Linked DNA regions of Mus musculus: region 2 is linked to region 1. A link is a contact called in public Hi-C data. All regions are on one chromosome and are shown on one strand. The core of a region is the stretch at or near the end of the contact, and the rest is flanking DNA. Distances in the headings are between cores, read along the strand shown. Region 1 overlaps Myt1l (myelin transcription factor 1-like). Region 2 overlaps Myt1l (myelin transcription factor 1-like).

Evidence for each region. A called contact is a pair of places that touch in the nucleus more often than the background predicts.
Region 2: a Hi-C map of cerebral cortex shows a contact between it and region 1, with 2.4 times the contacts expected there. The contact joins two enhancer-like sites. A contact is called at or near these places in 3 of 484 Hi-C or Micro-C datasets (cerebral cortex, nephron progenitors and stem cell-derived neural stem cells) and 3 of 115 datasets of contacts at active chromatin or transcription factors (astrocytes, embryonic basal ganglia and oligodendrocyte precursor cells).

What each region holds. Positions count from the first base shown.
Region 1 is chr12:29,592,070-29,598,766 of GRCm38.p6, forward strand. The region is part of intron 2 of Myt1l (myelin transcription factor 1-like); the gene reads left to right. Among named protein-coding and RNA genes, the nearest start is that of Gm20208, 64 kb to the left of the region's middle. Within about 2 kb of position 1,917, at least 4 of the 459 cell types and tissues checked have an H3K27ac peak or open chromatin away from gene starts, as enhancers often do. A contact at or near this core is called in cerebral cortex, where this site is marked.
Region 2 is chr12:29,881,607-29,888,484 of GRCm38.p6, forward strand. It overlaps Myt1l (myelin transcription factor 1-like), which reads left to right. Exons shown (of 25, transcript NM_001093775.1): 19 at 4,517-4,579. Among named protein-coding and RNA genes, the nearest start is that of Gm46346, 30 kb to the right of the region's middle. Within about 2 kb of position 1,800, at least 80 of the 459 cell types and tissues checked have an H3K27ac peak or open chromatin away from gene starts, as enhancers often do. A contact at or near this core is called in cerebral cortex, where this site is marked.

The DNA of each region.
Region 1 (6,697 bases), core at 667-3,166:
CACACACACACACACACACACACACACACAACTTTCAGGCTATTGAAGAATCCTGCTTCTTGTTCTGGACTGTTTCTGGACTGTTTCCCCATATTCTATTGTACAATCTTGTCAAAATTTTGGCTTCTTTTTACCTGTGTCCATGGGAATGACTAACTGGAGTTAGACACTTATTTTTATTTTCAAATTCAGATGGTCTGGCCCCTCCTGCTGCTCTCTAACTCACAGCTACAGCCTGTGACCTGAGGGTGTGGGGATAGCTAGAGGTGGCAAACAGTGCTCCTATTGTAGAAGCACAGGAAGCTTGTGTTTGGGAAAGCCTGCAGTGTTTCCCAAACTTCTCCTTCTGAGCTGTAGAGATGCACCGCAAAGCAGAGAGTGCCGTCTGCACAGAGAAGGGTACAGGCCATGACTGTACACAGCAGGATACACACCCATTTCTGTAACCTAGCAAACACACCGTGTGTCCTTGGACTTGCTTTCCAACAGTGATCCAGTGGGGTCGTATAATATTAAGGCACACGGCATTGCAAGCCTCTGTATGTGCACAGGGTATAAATAGTTGGAAATTAGAACATGGATTCAGTCTGAGCTCTACAGGCCTTTTATATGCCAAAGATTCATAATTTTAGAAAATAGGATTCCCCGTAAAAATCTTTTGAAAAGCCTAACCTCAAGTGGGAACTGGTTTAATTATTGCTCTTAAATTCATTTGGATCCGAAGTGGACAGAATGGAGTCTTCCATACTGGCATCCTTCTCTGCTCCATTTCAAAGAGCCAGAGCTGCATGAAAGACAACAAGCTTATAAGAAAGAGCCCTTGATTTCTTCACACTCACTATGGCTATGATTAAAACTGATTTCAAGTGTCTATGGAAAGTCAGACAACTGGATCTTGGAGATGTAGTTAACACATTAGGTCACTTGGGACACCTTCTTGATGACACAACAGTAACAGCATTTGGAACAGCACTATCTTCCAAGCCTTGAGATTAAAAAGTATTATCACTTTATATGTTTCATAAAACCCAGTGATGGGGAAACCAAAGTGTTTCACAAGATCCCAGAACTAGGACAATCTCAACTGCCTCATATCTCAGCCCATATGGAAGAGTGTCTCCCATCCAGGAGAGCCCAAGGTTGTCCTGAAATCACACTTTCAGTTAGCTTTAGAATTAGACTTAAGATATATAGGAAAGATTACTCAGTGGTTAAGCAAAGGACCAGGTTCAGTTCCCAACACCCGCATCGAGTGGCTCACAACTGTCTAACTCTAGTTCTAGGAGATCCAGCGCCCTCTTCTGGCCTCCATGGATACATGTATATATGTGGTGTATATGCAACTATTCAGGACTATGAATATAAAATGAAAGAAATATATTTAAAAGTAATTATAAGATATATAATAGCCTTAATAGATTTAATAACTGGACTGCTGGTTTAATAGACTGATTTCTGGTATTTTCTTCTTCTGAAGAAACACAAGATTCCAGGGAACATAGAATTCTCAAAGATTTGAGACAAGTAAGTGTGCAGATCAAGACTGGCTCCTGTCAGGACTCACAGGGCTCAGGAGCAAGGTTAGGCCTGTAACTCCAAGGCATTCTCTGCCGTGGACTGTGGCCCCCCCAAAGGCCCGGGCCCAGCAGTTGCTCTCTCTCTTACCCTCGCTTTCAGATTGGATGGTCAGGTGTAATTTTGCACACAGCTGCTGGAGGCAAAGATGTTTCAACTTCTTGTCTCTCTCCTAAGAAGCATTGCAGAGGAACACTGCGGGAGGGTGAGTCTCAACTCCTCCAAGTAACCTGGTTGGCTGGAAGAAAAAAAAATCAGAGCTCTGGGTTCTGTTTTCTGGAGAGCCTGGGCTGCTGGCCACAGCTGAGTCCCAGGAAATGCCCACTCAGTGTCTGCACAGACTTGCCAAATGCATCATTTTTATAGGTTGTCCTGTGTTTCTGATGCCAATCTCCCTTTTGGCCATCCTGTCTGTGGTGAGCTGGCTTGGTGCCTGAAAACTGTGGCTTCTTATTAGCAAGTCTCCCTCTCCCTCTCCCTCTCCCTCTCCCTCTCCCTCTCCCTCTCCCTCCTCCCTCCTCCCTCCTCCCTCCCCCTCTCCCTCTCCCTCTCTGTCTCTCTCTCTGTCTGTCTCTGTGTCTGTCTCTGTGTCTCTCTGTGTCTCTCTGTCTCTCTCTCTGTCTCTCTCTCTGTCTCTCTCTGTCTCTGTCTCTCTCTCTCTCTCTCTCTCACACACACACACACACACACACACACACACACACACAGACACACACACACAAACTTGCTGCTCTCCACAAGGTTGAGTTCCCCCTGACACCCACATCCTCACATAGGGTATGGGGATGGGATCAGTGTTGTGAGAACAAAGAGGAGATTGGAGGGGATAGATTCTGTAGTCCATAAATCAGAGGAAAAGGAGACTTCTATTTATGCTTTCTTGTATGTTTACCAACCAAGAATCTCTCAAAAGTTTATTATTTACTTTTTAAATGGTCACACAAACTAGAATATTGGTTAGTCTTTGGGAAGTCCCTTTTCTAGCAGACAGCATTTTCCAAATTCCAAATGGCAGGATGGTCAAAAGGAAGATGGGCATCAGAAACACAGGACAAGCTACAAAGACAGTGCTTTTGGCAAGCCTGTACAGCCAGATTCTCTTGTGGGTAGGCTTGGGCAAGTGTCTTGTGTCTGTCTGTGTGTCTGTCTGTGTGTCTGTCTCTGTCTCTCTGTCTCTGTGTCTCTCTCTGTCTCTCTGTATCTCTCTCTCTTTTTCAGGTAGGTCTGAAGAAGTGTGTATGCATATCAGTTGGATGTAAACCTTGATTGACACTTCACCTTCTACCTTGTTTGAGTCAGAGTCTTTCTTGATTACTGCTATATATACCAGATAGACTAACCCACAAACTTCCGGTGATTCCGTCTCACCATCCCTCCCTTCTCCTGGTAGGAGCATGAGGATGAAGACGAGGATTTGATGAACATGCTACCTCATCTGGTGACTGTTATCATGACATCTTTTGACAAGGTTGAACCTTTCTATGTTCACCCTGAGCAAAAAAGCATATACTCAAACCTCACCAAAGCAAAAGCACACTCAAAGGGATCGCTATTCGGTTGTATGGCTGCTTGTTATGGAGTTTCTATTTAACCACCTTTTAGGTGTATCTGAAATTCAGCTGTTTGAAAACCCGTCGTCTGCTGGTTCATGAGTTGCCTTGCTCTTGTGTGAAGCTAGACAGAGAGAAGCTGTGCTGGAGAGGCTGACCATCTGAGTGGGTAGTTCCTTTTATGGGTACATTTTCTACACTAGACATAGTTTAACAGTCACGTTTGCTTGGTATGCTGAGGTATATCATGGGGTGTGAAAAACCCAACTCAGACTCCCCCGGGTCAATTGCATCCAAACCAAAACTTACAGAAAAAATCCAATAAAGAATATGGTTTCTGTGCATTATACAAGAAAGTCTCATGCATTCCTATAAACTAACCTGTGAGATGGGCCATGTCCTACCAGGCCTTTCCTGAAGGACCTTATGTTTATTTGCCACCAGGTAAGACAAACTCACTGTCTGAGGTTTCCTTTCGCTGTTAGTTAATGCATGGAACTTGTTCCCAAGGAAGGTTGTAAGGTGCATGGTGGTTGTCCACAGCTAGATTTTTGGATTTTATTAAGTCTTTTAAAGTGTGCATTTAGGAGGTGTTCCTGAATCTATATTAAGAGATATGCCCTGCGAGGCCATGGTCTGATTTAAGCCTTACAAAGATACATTTGTATAGAAGATTATTTATTTCACAGAAGAATCATTCCGTTTGCAAAAGAACTCACTGAGAATGTCTTTGAATAGTGAACTCTCTTAAGGCTTTTAAATAGGATTAGTCTTCCCTGAAAGCTTGGTTCTTAACATTCATGCTCAGGAAACTGGAATAAAATATAATTTGTGCTTGACACAATTTCACCTCCTCATCCTCAACTTGCTTGTCCTTTCATTTTACCTTCCAACTTTGGGGGCCTCTCTGTGCTGCTTCTTGCTGGGGTCTTCTCTATGGACCCTTCTTTTCCTCCGCTTGGCCCTGTTGGATTGGTTCTTTGCTGTGCTCTTCTAGGCCTGCCTTGGTTGCCCACCTTCCTACAGAGCCCAAGTCTCTCTTCCCTCATTGCAAGAAATTAGGTAGCACCCGTGCAGGTTCCCTATTTTGGTCTAAGGGCTCCATTGAACCTTCTATGACCGTATTCCATGTTACAGCATGATTTGAATACTTGTCCATGTGTTAGAAATTAGTTTGCTTCGTTAGTGATCTAGTTCTATGCTGCACTCCCACAAGGGTCTCAGCCCAGACCTCCCAAGACTCTCTGAAACCACAGATGGCATCAAATCCTACACACCGCCTTTTCCTATGCACACCTATCAGTAGACATAGGAAATATTAGTGCTGCAATGATAAGGAGAAAGTACAATTGTATACTGTTGTGCATGTTCTATAGGGCTTAGAATGTCTGGACCTTTCCAGTGAATGTATGGCAGCCATGTGCATGGACACAGAGAACGTCTCCTCCTCCAGTGATTCTGTCTCGAGTGTGTAGGATGTACAGGTGCTGTACTGGACACTGTCATCATGAAGGCAATGTCTAAATAAGATAGCAGCAAAGGAGATAAATACCCACACAGGATGTTGTCTTCTAGATTAATCACCATGGTTTACGTGCCACCAAGTGAAGACGTGTGGTTTCCTATGATGCTGGCTCATGGAATCCTCTTGAGACATCTTGGCATGAATCACTCCTGAACTACTCCCGTCACATTATTCATAAGAATGATCCACATAGCCTGCTTATATTGCCCGTTCATCCATTGTTCATCCATTTGGGAGATAAGTAGTGGACCGACTTGAGTGGGGGATATGTAGTTGATAAGGACTTACAAGGATGTGAAGATAAATCTGATCTCTGTATTTAGAGCCATTCTTCGGAAATTTTTGCTTATGTCGGACTCCTCAACAATGAGCTCTATTCTGCTTACTAAGTGATAAAAGACCAGAGAGATGGGTAAGGGTGCTTGCCACCAAGCCTGATGATCTGACTTCAGGCTCAGGGATTAAAAGAGAGAAACAGCTTCCACAAATTGTGCTCCAACCTTACGTGTACACTGTAGCATGCATATCCAAGTTCATGTGCACATGTGCATGCACGTGCACACACACATACACTATACACACTATAGTTAAAGATATTATTCTTCCTATCTCCCTGTTATTACATCTTTCTTTCCTTTTTCTTCTTATCCACCCATCCATACACCCACCCATTAGTTCATATATACTGAATATTTCACTAGCAACAGCAAAGAAAATGGTCCAAGTACATGAACAGCAGTCCCTGGCTTCACAGAGCAACATGAAACAATGGGGGAGAGTACTGAGGCCATTGTAGCTGGTGGGAGTGGACACACCTGCTCTTCCCTCGTTGCATCACTTATATGTCATTAAATAACCCTATGTGACAAGGAGCTGCTGTGTATTTAAAAGTCCGTTGTAATATAATACAGTTCTTCCCCCCTGGATATGGTAGAAAGGGAGGAGTAAATTGAAATGAGGTTTGCTGAGGAGTAGACTCTGGAATAGACTATGGGACTCCTTGCTTTGGTTTGTAAGATTCAGATATCACACAAGAACCTTTTGCATTGCACCATCAAATATCAAAAAGAACTAGCATCCCTGATTTATGCTCGCTAATACTATGCCTTGTTCCCCCCTCTCAGTCCTTACATCTAGATGACTCTCCCATGATAGACACATCATTTTCCACCCCACCCCATCACCTGCCAAGCAGCAGGAGAAAATCCACAACTGGAAGTTCAAGATGCTATCCTGGTTAATATGCCTCAAGTTCAGGGAAAGACAGCAGATCTATACACCCCTTACTCATCTCTGGTTGGTACCTTCCTTTCCTGGACATCGTACACAAAACAGCTAGTTGCCTGTCTTTCAGCTACCTCCCTTGTAGAGGTTGCTTCTCACATTCCTGTGGTTTAGCTGTTGTTTGGACTACCAAACCAGCCCATAGGAAGGATAGAGGCAGTGATGAGACCAGTGTCCCAGCAGTGCATCCCCAGACACTTCCAAATGAGTACCACAAAGGCACTGCCCACCTTGCCAATGCAGGATGAAGGCATTCCTGTCTAGACTACTTTCATCTCATTTTTCAGTGGCTGCTGGCATGCCATAAAGCTCTTTAACACTCTGTTTCTTTAGAATTTCTTTAATGTTTCTTAACTTCTTGCCAAATAACTTGAAACCATCTTACCTGCTACTGATATGCATTGCTGCAAGAATGGGTAATATAAAGGAATATAATTATGAAAACAAAATGTTCGCCAAAAAAGAGATGGTGGTGCCCTGTGAAAAGCACTGCCCCCTCCCCCCTGTATGCAGGCATATGCAGAAATTTGACCGGTTTCTTACCTGGCATTCAGGTGGTTCTGAATACCACGGTAAGGAGCCAGGGTAGCTGTACCCTGTGCCTTTCACTTTTTGGTACTGAATTAACTTGTCTGTATCATGAATTAACTGGAGACTATCCAAGTAAGAATACCTATTCACCACCCATTTTGGGTGGCTAGTAACTAGGCTCAATGGGGCAGGGCTGTGTGGCCATGGTCATACGGGGCTAGTCTCACAATAT
Region 2 (6,878 bases), core at 550-3,049, 290 kb after region 1:
TGAGTTGGAGAGTTGCTAACATATCACATGACCTTGGCATGGAATGGGGTCCCCTTTAGCCCACAGTGATCAGCAAATGTGTTATACTATGTATACTCACTTAACCAGAGGGTGTACCTCTCATAGTGTCATATACTCCATTAACCAAAAGGCCTCGATCATAACATCTCATACCCAACCAGAGGGCACACCTATCGTGATGTCATGCTCACTTAACTAGAGGGGATACCTACCATGATGTCACATCCTCGTTTAAACAGAGGTCACACCTATCATAATGCTACATATTTGCTTTACCAGGGGACACACCTATCATAGCATCATGCTCACATGTTACCAGAGATTTTATCATGACATCATACTTTATACTCCTTAACATAATTCTAAATGTTGATTTAACCCTCTTACTATGTCTTCTTAAAAAGTGTGGGGATGATATAGAGAAAGGATTTTCTAGACACTTATGAATAATTAACCAGGAAGACAATGTCAGTCAGTAACTGTTCCTATTCTCTCTCCAGGTTATGGTTCTATAAAAAGGGTACCACATGGGGCTGTGTAATGGGGCTTGAGTCCCATTGAGGACAAATTCCTATCACAATTGAGGTGTGCTGGCTACTGTCCCATCTTTTTCTAAATCAGAGTTCTCTGACTTTAAGATTATATATTTCAGTATACTGATAGTCATTTTTTTTTCTATGTTAGAGGACATATCTGATACTCTCTGGGTAGGTGTGGCCAGTGGCTGTTCTTAAAGAGGTTCTGTGTTTTCTTGATGATAAATAGGTAGAAAAACAGAAGGCAGAGTGGCCAGGGGTTTCAGACCCCAGTAAGCAGCAGTTAGCTTCCCTGGCAGCAGAGGACTGTGCCCTGGGATCAGAATGGTCTCTGAGAACTTCTGGATGTCCCCTGAATCTGCATGTCTCTCCAGTTAAGCACTATTTAAGACATTTAAAAATTATTTTTCTGTCATGGTTCTTCAAGACCAGTGTTCACAGCCAGAGAGCAATATGTACCACCAAAAATTATTTTCTTTTATTATCACAAAGACAAGACCAGGTTATAGCAAGAAGACCGGGGTGTTTTGTCTCACAATCTAAGAAGCAGAGAGTATGAAATGAGATTACTTATTCCTCATTTCCTTTCTTACTCATATTCCCATTGTAATGAGAAAAAATATACCGATAAAGCGAAGCACTTTGTTTAACAAACTTTACATCCTTAACTATAAAAGCCTAAAATAACCCCCCTACTGCTGTCCATGGCTGCTGTTAGGAAAGCAAGAAGGGCCATCGAACAGTGTCCTTTAAAACCTCCCCTGGCCTGCCAGAAGCACTTCAGTGTTGACAGCCAAGCCATTGCCTCCCCCTAGGGAGCTGAGGGCCGTTTCCATGGAAACCCAGCCCATCTCTTCTGTGGTTTCAAAAACCCAAGCTGTGCACACAGACTGCCTCTGATTGTCCCACGTGGGCCTCCCTTCCTGGGAAGATGTGCTCCTAGAGGGATGGTTACCAGCGTGACAGGAAAAGTGGATTCCACACACCTCCCCCAGGCCCGGAGTGGAGGAGAGGCCTGAGAGGCAGGGCCCTTTTTTAGAGGAATCTTCATCTCCTCACTTGAGGCTGCAGAAAATTGTGGTTTTGAATATTGAAATTTCTTAAGGCTGGGAAATTTTATATGTAAATCTATGAGTTTAAGAAAGCCTTAAAGTCTTGAATAGTCAGATAGGAATAAATGCCTGGGAGGGCAGGTGAAGCAGCCCCAGCTCCCTCTCTCGGCCCAAAGGTGCCACCTGCTGGTAGAGAGTGGCAGGCAGCAAGCGCTTCAGCAGTTAGGAGCTCAAACAGTGCAGGGGGAGAGGAGCAATCAGTGGGCCTGCCCTTCTCTGCTCCTCTCAGAGAGGCTCTCTAGCCCCACAGCTACCGTCCTGGCTGTGAGCAGGCCCACAGCCTCATGGCTAACAGGTGGTCTCACCTGGCCGAGTTCCTGAAAGCAAACCTTCTGCAAAACAATGACAACCCTGAAAGTGAGAAAATTATTTTTTTCTTTTGTGGTAGGAAGAGTGCATCTTGAACCTCTTTCTTACTAGGTGACAAATTATACCTTTGTAAAGGACAGCCTAACACGTAGAACTTGCTGCAAAGGTTTTGTAGGTGGGGGTAGGAGGAGCCAATTATCGTTGTTCTTTCTTGGATATAAGACCTCATTTTCATTTGAGCTTACTCTTGTTAAAGGAATAAACTCTCAATTAACTTTCACTAGGTTTTAAATTAGGAAGAGCTTTAAAATCTCCCTACAGTAGAAAATAAGGCCGAGTGTAGGTCATTGGTGAGTAGGAAACACAGAGTCTCTTGAAACACCTCCAACCAGAACTGTTATTCCTTTCAGTATCTCTCAGGATGGTTTCTCTCAGGTGAGTGCCTCAGCATTGGCAAAATCAACCACTGAACAAGCCTACTGAATCACTTCTCAGGAAATATTCTCTTAGCTATTGAGTGACAGGCCTTATCATCACACAGGACGTGAAGGCTAACACAGTTAATCTGTTCAAACCCAGTCCCCAGTCAGGGATAGAGCTGTTATTGACAAGTAGGTTTCATTCAAACAATCTCAGCCTTATTCTGTAGCCAATGGCTATTTCAAAGGTCCACCTCCTCCTGCGTGGACCTGAGCACTCCACAGACACCTCCACTGCCCTGACATTCAGGTGGCTTTGCTCCTCCCCTAACACAGGCCATAAATTAAACTCTACCCTTACATGTGGTGTGGAAGATATTGACCTCTATCCCTGAGACCGAGATGCACATTCCCTTTCATGGGGCCAGAGGGAAATTAGAAAATTTCTAAACCCTGAAACTTGCTTATGCATCCAAGTGTGGCAATCTGCCATTCGCACATTTGAAACTGGTCCAGTTCCTGTGTGCCCACCTGCTCCTTGGCACTGTGTCATCCAGTCTGGAGAAAGCACATCTGTGAGTGACTAGTCTGCCAGCCACAGTGTACCAGGCTTGTGGGCTAGCCTCATTTTTGTGCACGGGTAGCCTTCCAGTCTCACCTCTATACTTAGCTAACGTGCTAGCCCACCCTCAGCATTGCTAAGCAGAACCATGCTAAACAGAGGGAAACTAAGGCCTTGGGGAGCATCTGCGGACTGTCCTCAGTGTGTGGCTTTGTTCTTGACCTGGGTTCAGGCTTTCCCTGGGTCTGCACAAGTGCACAGAGCATGGTCGGTCTTCTCTTCAATAACAGATGGTATTTTGTTCACTGGATCACAAAATCTGTTATTTAATGGAAAGGGTATTTTTTTCCCTCAACTTCTGTCCCTTAGTTTTGTCTTCCTGGTGGTACAAAGGCAATGAGGTTGCTTTGAGAAGTAGGTTTTGCATTGCTATCTGCTTTTTCTTGGGATGGTGTATTTAAGAAGTTATACAGATGACTGGGAGATTGCTCTATGGTAGAAGTGCTTGCTTTGCAAGCATTAAGAGCTTAATGTCATCCTCTGAACCCACTGGAAAAATAAAAAATTTCATAGCAGACCTTTTGGCACAGGCTCATGATAGCCAGCCTGATCTACTTGGTATGTTCCAGGGCAGTCAGGAGCTCTGTCAGAGATGAGATATAGGTAGGTAGGTAGGTAGGTAGGTAGGTAGGTAGGTAGGTAGCTGAGTAATGATACTGATGCTATCCCTGGCTTTCACATGCACATACCCTAACACACACACACACACACACACACACACACACACACTACTTAGAGAGAAACAATTATAAAAACCCATCAATAATGCAAGCTGGCCTTGGATGCCAGATGAATTTGTTTCTGTGGGTTTAAACAGACTTTGTAGAGATGCCTGTGGCAAATATGAGATCCCTGTCAGGGCATTGCAGATGCACCTCCTACATTATATCCCAGAATAGAAATGTAATAGGCTTAAGGCAAAACAGATCTCTAGAAGGGTCCATGACTAGGGAACCACCCCAAACAAACTCAGGTTCCAGCCTTTGCCTTACCTGGGTTCTAGGCTCCCCCAGACTAGACAGCATTGTGAGGACATGGCAGGAGTCCCTGTGCAGAGCTGGCTCAGATTATCCATGCCCTTAGCCATGGTGCATATCTTTCCATGTTTGTATCTTGTCATGTGTAAGTTGGGATTGCAAGCCCTACAGTAACTGGCCTTGGCTAAGTTCAAAGAACAGAAGGGTACACAAAGGCCATTTAGGGGTCCACAAACCTAGTGACAGAGGATACAAGGTGCTTGAGAGACTGAAAAGACCTAAGAGGTCACAAAAATTCATGCACTTTTGGGCATGTCCTTGTGCTGGGAAGGAAGGAAATAGAAATAGATTTGTATGTGGTAATGATCTTGAGTGAGCTAGAGAGCTCCCAGATCAATTTAGTCTCTCTCAGTAGCAAGGGTACACAACAAAGAGCTTGCCTTTTGGATAAATAAAGTCAATTACCCAGGGGGGTTGATTTCCTTCAAGTAAATTACCCCATTTGCATTTGTACTTGTAGGTGCCCCACCCCTGGCTGTGACGGTTCTGGACACATCACTGGCAATTACGCTTCTCATCGAAGGTATGTAGACTCATCAGAACCATCCTCTCTCCCCAGAGTAGCAGCTCCATCCTGGCAGAGGTGCTGCACTCTCAGATGAGGTACAGACTGGCTATGTACCTCATATAGCTATCCTCAGCTAAGGATCCTGACTTGGGGCCTACTTGAATGGTCATCTCTCCAGGGTCTGTATACCACCCTAGAGCAGCAAGAGGCCACCAAAACATTTCCAGTGCTCCAGTCTAGAAGAACAAAGGAAAAAGGACTCATCTCTAAATACATTATATCTGAGAATACCCCATGTAGGCAAACATTCTCAGAAACACACATGCTGCTAGTCCCGTTAACATTAGGATTCGAAGCATAAAGCTGTGCAGTTACTATACACAGGATTGACTACCACAGAGAGGCTTATTGTTAAATTTCAATTTCTCCCAATGAGAACAGAGAGGCTACAATATGACACAGAACTCCCACCACGTGAGCTAACAGAAGGCCTCCACTGCCTGGCATCCCATCAGCATAGTGGAAGTGCACACTTTATGGCAGGTACTATGTGGAGAGTTGAAAGAAAGTCTTGGTGATTCCATCGCAGACTAAGAGTAGGTAGGATTCTTGGTTAAGGTGGCAAGGCCAACTCTCCTCAAGGAGCCTGGTGACAGTTTCAGGAGTCCTACGTCACAGCCTCAAAACTAGACACCTGTAAGGACAAGTGGGGATCCATAGCCATCAGCAGGTGGCAAACCATCGTCACAACTAGCAGTTCCTTGATGACTCCTTAATGTTAATTGCTGCTGAGGGCAGGCAGGGTACATCATTACCAGGAGGCAGGCAGGGTATGAGATGACTGAGGCAGGCACTGGAAGTTTTACTAAGCTGGCTTGGCAGGATTCTTGCTCATACTTTATTCTGTGAGGACAGAGGTGGACCCACAGTGGGGATCCTCAGGTATTTGTCACAAAGGATGATCTCTATCACATTCTGAGAACTTGGGGAGTTTTGCAGGGCCACCTTTGTCTGTAGGAACAGAATATGCACATGCTTCCAAGGTGCAGAGGAGGCCATGATGTCCACAAGGCTTTCCTAAGTGCAGTGATGCCGACATTTGTGAATCAACAACCCTTTGCTATGAAGTCTCCTTCAAACTATAGGCTGCTGAATGGTAGCATGATCTGCATCCTTGAGTGCCAATCAAGTGCCTCCAGACTTAGTCCCCCAGGTTAGGAGAGGTTTCTACCTTTCACTTGTATTGCCAGGTATGCAAGACAGACTGAGATCTTTCTGAAAGCATTTCCAGAGTAGATGGTTGCTTTATATTAAAAAGAATTTAAAAACACTCAAGTTAAATGTATAAAGTCAGGTACATTCTACTCTAGACTTTATATTAATTTATTTAGAAGTAAATGCCTATAAGGCATTCATCATTTTGTAAATTTGTACAGCTGAAGATGGAAGTTTCCTGATCAGCCCACATCCAGTGTCTTGTTTTCTACTTTAAAAACATGGCATTGTATATCTACTTCTGACCATGATGAGTACCAGCATTTTTACTCATTTGACTTTTAATTTAGATTGTTAGGTGTTAGTAAGATACAAGTGTTTCATTAAAATGCAATTTAGATCCAGGCATGATGGTTCACATCTGTAATCCCAGCACTTGGAAGCAGAGGCAGGAGCATCGCCAAGAGTAGGCTACAGAGAGAGATTTTGTCTCAAAATAATGTGGGATTAGTGTATGAGTTTGTATGTATGTATGTATGTATGCAATATGATATATATATGGTGTGTATGAAAATGTGTATACATATGTATGTGTGTTGTATATTTTTGTATACATGTACAGTATGTGTTTCTATGTGTATATATGAGCATATGGTATGATTGTGTGCATATGTGTAGTATGTATATATGTATTCAGGCTGTATATGTTTGTTGTATATCTTGGTACTCGTGCTATGTGTGTGAGAGTTTGTATGTCAGGCTTATATTTAAGCTGTGGTCTGTGCTGAACTGGCTTTATCAACAGAGTTGCAAAGCAAATTTGGTTTTGAGGAGAAACCTTTGGGCAAATATTGCCTTACAGCAGTTTTAGCAAACAGAAAGTAGAGTGTATTGAAGTGTTGTGTAACAACAAGTTCCTTTATATAGAAGTTGAAATAGAGTCAAGCAAGAACATTGCATTCAGTTCACAGTTCTTATGTAAATTTTCCAATAAGGAAATACTGAGGTCACACCTCAATAAGTTAAGGTCAGTAAGTTGAATAAAGACAGAGCCAATGGCTAGATGATCGTTAGGAATCATTAGGAATCTTCTTTCAAT